Linked DNA regions of Mus musculus: region 2 is linked to region 1. A link is a contact called in public promoter capture Hi-C data. All regions are on one chromosome and are shown on one strand. The core of a region is the stretch at or near the end of the contact, and the rest is flanking DNA. Distances in the headings are between cores, read along the strand shown. Region 1 holds the start of Irx3 (Iroquois related homeobox 3). Region 2 holds the start of Bbs2 (Bardet-Biedl syndrome 2 (human)).

Evidence for each region. Promoter capture Hi-C pulls out the DNA fragments that hold promoters and counts their contacts.
Region 2: a contact with region 1 is called in a promoter capture Hi-C map of liver, with 2.6 times the contacts expected there. The contact joins the promoter of Bbs2 here to the promoter of Irx3 in region 1. A contact is called at or near these places in 1 of 39 promoter capture datasets (liver) and 1 of 115 datasets of contacts at active chromatin or transcription factors (embryonic forebrain).

The regions. Positions count from the first base shown.
Region 1 is chr8:91,800,090-91,803,053 of GRCm38.p6, reverse strand. Irx3 (Iroquois related homeobox 3) reads left to right here and starts at 1,400. Exons shown (of 4, transcript NM_008393.3): 1 at 1,400-2,089; 2 at 2,256-2,964. The coding sequence starts at 1,814.
Region 2 is chr8:94,097,134-94,100,097 of GRCm38.p6, reverse strand. Bbs2 (Bardet-Biedl syndrome 2 (human)) reads left to right here and starts at 1,589. Exons shown (of 17, transcript NM_026116.3): 1 at 1,589-1,862. The coding sequence starts at 1,746. It overlaps Gm39226 (a long non-coding RNA gene), which reads right to left and starts at 556. Exons shown (of 2, transcript XR_879106.1): 1 at 1-556.

The DNA of each region.
Region 1 (2,964 bases), core at 151-2,650:
CAGCCGGGGAGTTGTTCAGTCCGCAGGCCCACAGCAGGCCTGGCCCGCGCGTGGGTCGCCGCTACAGCCTTATCTGGGAGCTCCAGCTATCCCGGGAATTTCAGTATGACTTTCCACTGCACACACTAATCCGTGACGGTGGGCACTTGGACACTCACATTTCAAGTTAGATTTAGGAAATATCCTACCATAAAACCAAAGTCTTGCTCCCCGCCCCCACAATGCACACTCTCTACGGCTCTGGGGGAATTCTCGCCAAAAGAAAAACGCTGGGTCTGGGGACCAGAGAGCGGAAAGGGGAGGGGGATAGTGAAATGAATGGTCGCAATTAAAAAAAAAAAAATCACACCAACATAGAAACTTCTCGGAAGAGCTTTCGGAAAGTTCCCAGAGCCTAGGCTCTAAGTTTCTCTGCTCCTCCCCCACTCCATAGCCAGGAGCTCCACCAACTCCTTGCTTGTTCCACCAGACCACCTAGGCGCCAAACTCACTATTTCTTGTGAGGATTCTCAACAAGGTACCCTGGAGGTGTAAATGTAGCAAACTGCGGGGTTCCCCCGCCCTCCCCCCACCCAGCACAGAATAGGTCTTTTAAAGCTCGGAGAGGCAGCACTCCCAACTCCCAGGCAGCACGTTCACTCTTTTAGCTGCAGGCTTAGGCTTTGGAGAACGACCTAGGGACCAGAGCTGAAAAGTGCAAAGGGAGCCACGGGGGGGGGGGGGGGAGGGCGGGAAGCCCCGGAAGCCTGCCTTGGTCCAGGGTCCTGTCCCAACCCGGAACTACAGCTTCGAAGGGGGCTGAGAATTGAGGAGTTGGAAGACCTGAGGGGCTAGGTGACCCTGTACTAAGCCGCCACTCGTGGTCTCGGCTCTCCCCTCCGAGTGCGGGCAGGAGGGGGCGGGAAGAGACTGAGTCCAGTCCCGCCCCGCCCCGCCCGGCGCTCTGTACTCGCGGGGGAGGGCCGCCTCGCCCAGAAGGCTCCCGGGTGATTGGCGACTCCAGGAGGAGACGCAGGGAAAAGTCGAATAAGAGGGCGCGACGTCAGACTCGAGATTTGGGGAAGGGTGAAGGAGGGGGTGGAAGGGCGGGGACGGACACACAGACACTGACGCGGACACACACCCCCCGCACAGCGTTCTAAGTGTCTTCAACTTTAAGCCGCCTTAGCTCAGGGTGCGGAGACCGGGGAAGAGGGGAAGAGAGAACGAGAGAGTAAAGAGATTTAAAAGAGAGGAGTCAGACTAGGAAAAGTGAAGAGAGCAGAAAGGTGAGCAAAAGCAACCGTGAGAAACAGAAAGAGCAAAAAGAACCGCAGTTTCCCAGCGTCCAGGACTGCGAAGGAGCCTCGGGAGCGGAAGCGGCCAGGGGTGGGGTGAGGGGGGACGCAGCGAGGGGAGGGGAGAGGACAGGACAGGAGGAGAGTGTAAACTAGAGGAGGGCGAAGGAAGCGAGGCGCGACACAGCTCCCGGAGAGGAGGGCAGAACTGAGCGCCTAGCGCAGAGCGGCTCGCCCGGCCTAGAGGAGGGAGTGCTGCGCAGAGAGGAGGGGCTTGAGGCCCCGTAGAAATGTCAATCAGAGCCCGGAGCCCAGGGAATCTCGGCCAATCTGTTCGGACCTGACCTGACTCCTCGCTGCCGCCGCTGCCGCCGCCGCCGCCCGCCGCGGAGCAGATCAATAGGCGAACGCGGAGCGCGACGCAGCGCGGCCCGGGCTCGGCCCAGCCCCCGATGCGCTCCGGAGCCGGGGTCCGGAGCTGAGCACGGCGGCTCGGGGGTCCGGGCCCCCAGTCCGTAGGTGCGCCGCGGGCCACCATGTCCTTCCCCCAGCTCGGATACCAGTACATCCGCCCTCTCTACCCACCCGAACGCCCGGGAGCTGCGGGCGGCGGTGGAGGCGGCAGTAGCGCTGGGGGCCGGAGCGGTCCCGGCGCCGGAGCCTCCGAGTTGGCCGCCTCTGGGTCCCTATCCAATGTGCTTTCATCAGTGTACGGGGCACCCTACGCCGCTGCCGCAGCTGCCGCCGCCGCCGCTCAGGGTTACGGCGCCTTCCTGCCCTACGCCACGGAGCTGCCCATCTTCCCACAGCTGGTAAGAGCCAGAGAAACCCGGGAGAGAGGGGTTGGAGTTGGGGTGTGGGGCAAGGTGAGCGTGCAGAAGAAAGCTGGGGTCCCGGCGGGAGGATAAAGGTGGGGACGGCAGGAGCTCACTCGCGCTCCCTGCGCGCGTGTCCCCTTCCTTTTCCATGTGCGTACAGGGCGCTCAGTATGAGCTGAAGGACAGCCCTGGCGTCCAGCATCCGGCCACGGCCGCCGCGTTCCCGCACCCGCACCCCGCCTTCTACCCCTATGGCCAGTACCAGTTCGGGGACCCGTCCCGTCCCAAGAACGCCACCCGGGAAAGCACGAGCACGCTCAAGGCCTGGCTCAACGAGCACCGCAAGAACCCGTACCCCACCAAGGGCGAGAAGATCATGTTGGCCATCATCACCAAGATGACCCTCACCCAGGTGTCCACCTGGTTCGCCAACGCGCGCCGGCGCCTCAAGAAGGAGAACAAGATGACGTGGGCTCCCCGTAGTCGCACGGACGAGGAGGGCAATGCTTATGGGAGCGAGCGGGAGGAGGAGGACGAAGAGGAAGACGAGGAAGAGAGCAAACGCGAGCTGGAGATGGAGGAGGAGGAGCTCGCAGGAGAGGAGGAGGACACGGGGGGCGAGGGGCTGGCCGACGACGACGAGGATGAGGAGATCGATTTGGAAAACTTAGACAGCGCGGCAGCCGGGTCGGAGCTGACCCTGGCTGGGGCGGCGCACAGGAACGGCGACTTCGGCCTGGGACCCATTTCGGACTGCAAAACTAGCGACTCGGACGACAGCTCCGAAGGCTTGGAGGACCGACCACTGTCGGTCCTGAGCCTGGCCCCACCGCCACCGCCCGTGGCCAGGGCTCCTGCATCTCCACCTT
Region 2 (2,964 bases), core at 340-2,839, 2.3 Mb before region 1:
CCATCCAAGTGACAACAGGATTCTTGGTTTCACTGCAGCAAAGAATTCCAGGACCAGACAGTTTGAAGCAGTTGAAGTTTCCTGAGATTTTGGTCACCAAGATGGCTCAGCAGGTTAAAAACAACATGGCTGATGACATGAGTTTGGTCCCTAGAACACATGGTATTGTTTTACACACACACACACACACACACACACACACACACCATATACCATACATAATTAATGTAATGTAATATGCTATACTATAATATAAGCATAACGGGGAGGGGCTGGGAAGGAGTTTAAAAGAGAGGATAGGTGCTAAGGGATAGAATAATACATAGCCAAAAGCTTGGATGTGGGTTTCAAGAGGGAACGACTCACTTAGTATCTTATCAGCTACATAGACTGCTTAGTAGCTCTAGTTATATCTCAATGGGCTGTTAGGAATTCCACCCCACTCCCATCTTCTTTCTCTCTTTTGTTTTACTTTGAAAATTAGCTTACAAAGTAGCAGGTCTTTTATGACATTTTCATGCATACTATGGCTGGCTGATCCTTCTCACCTGCTAGTTCCTTTCTTCTACTCCCCCCCCCCCCCCCCCCCCCCCCCCCCCCCCCGCACATTTACTCTTCTTTCTTTCCCTTCTTTTTGATGAATACGTTTATAAGGTGACTTCACCGGTGCTTTGAGTAGAGTTTGCAATTTGCTAAGATGAACCGACTTGTCACAAGGATGTAAAGAGTTAAGTCACATCATTTATTTAAGTAGGGTTTCTTGTGAGGTCCCTAGCAAATTACAGATTTACAGCTGGCAAAGGAGAAAGGCCATGTCCGTTTAGTACTTAAGCAGGATTCAGTGCTTTTTCAACATTCTTAGTTGAAAGTCTTTTCATATAAAGGGCATGTTGTCTCTAGCTGAGCAACTTTGTACAAATGCTAATTGTCCTGAAAATCTTGACTCAGCTGGTGGAGCGCCTTAACTGGACTTGGGAGAGAAGTACTCTTTCCCTTCCCATGTCCCTCAACTTTGCATCGTTCTCTACTGCTTTATATTTACCACCTAAACTATTTAAATAAACTATACTCTTTACTTTTATCTTGAGGGGATTATTATTTTCGGGTTACTATTGACGTTTGCCTGGGCATAACAGCTAAAGCAAGGGATACACTAAGCACTTTAACGTTAGTTTTGTTTTGTTTTTTTAATCGTGCGTGTGCATGTCCTTGGAGCTGGTTTTCTGCTTCCAACTCGGGTCATCAGGGTTGGTATCAAGTGTCTTCACCCACTTAACTATCCGCCCCGTAAAGCCTTAGTTCTTGAACGAATGAAAGGGTGACATAGTGTGTGGCGTGTACGGGGTGCAGCTTGGCTGACACGCTACAGAGAATCCTGGGGAGGTACTGGCTTAGACACCGCCATCCCAGACGCCAAGGTAAGGCTTCATCTAACACTAATTTACAGCCGCAGTCCGAGGACAGACAAAGAACGCAGGCCAACCAGGCACGACGCCACTGCGCAGTCGCAGGAGCTAGTTGGGACTTGCGTAGCTCTGCCGCTGGGAGGGTCCGCGCAGGCGTAGAGAGAGTTGGCGACACCGATCGCGCTCTAGTCTGCGCTTCCGGCGCCGGGCCTGTGGCGTTCCGCAGTCCTGCGTGTATTTACCTCCTACTCCTCATCCGCTGCTAGGCAACCGGCCGGCCAAGCTGCTTGCCTTGCGCCTGCGTCGGGCATCTGTCTTCCGCCCCTAGCTGGCGCCATCATGCTGCTGCCTGTGTTCACTCTGAAACTGCGCCACAAAATCAGCCCCCGCATGGTGGCCATAGGGCGCTACGACGGGACTCACCCGTGCTTGGCTGCCGCCACCCAAGCGGGCAAGGTAACCGCTCCCACCCGGACTCCTGCCTCCTCCAGATCCCGCCCCTCACGCTGCCCCGCCCCCTGCCCGCATTGCCTGGCAACCGGTCGCCGCTGTCCTTGGCTCCAGTCCCATCAAAGTGGGATTTCAAAGAACAGCTTTGTAGCAGTGACGTTTTTTATCACCAGGTTCTCAGTGTTGAACAGTATTGAGGACAGATCAGGAACCTAGGGAAAAGAAGTCTCAAGAAAAAGGAGCGCTTGTCCAGGAGTAGCAGCGATTGCTGACTCCAGATTCATGCCCAGGGCCTCTGCTTGCCTCCAGGATTCTCTTCCATATTTGCCTCTTTACAGTGGAGGAAGCGGGTGGGGTGGGGACAACAACCCAATGTTAAATTCAGATTGTAGTTTTGGTCCTTGATCACGTACATTCAGATCTTATCCCCATAACCTAAGTGTTCATTAAATGGTTATTATGAGCCACATACTGAGAAAGGGGTGTCAGGGTCACAGATAAAAAAAAAATTCAGATTTAGACCCAGTTTGCAAACAAAAGAAATTGTGAAAGTGAGATTGAATTCTTGTTGTTAGACTCAGCAGGTATGCCAGGTACACAATTGCATTTGTGTAAGGAGTTTTCAAGACACTGCCATGTGTGTTGTATGTTACCTTATATGCTACTTCTAGGGTTCCGTAGCAGGAACATAAGGATTCGTTTAAATGGGTTATGATTTCATAAACTGGTATGGTGAAGTAAAATGCTGAACATTCGTCTTGGTATGTGATGCTACTAGTTAAGAGGCGCTACCAGTCCTGAGGTAGTGCTACACATTTGTTATTTTATCTGTTCAAGAGATTGGGATCATAAGTTCAAAGCTAGCCTGGGCAACATAGGAAGACCCTGTCTCAAAATTAAAATTTTAGAAGAAGGGAGTTCTTTGTCCAATTGTCACTTGGATAAAGGCATGCACTGCTAAGTTTGATGACCTGAGTTCTGTCCTAGGGACACACAACATGGAGAGAGATCTGACTCTTGTAAGTTGTTGTCATCTGACCTTCACATGTGCTATAGAGCCTGGACACACACACATACCCACACACACACACACACACACACACACACA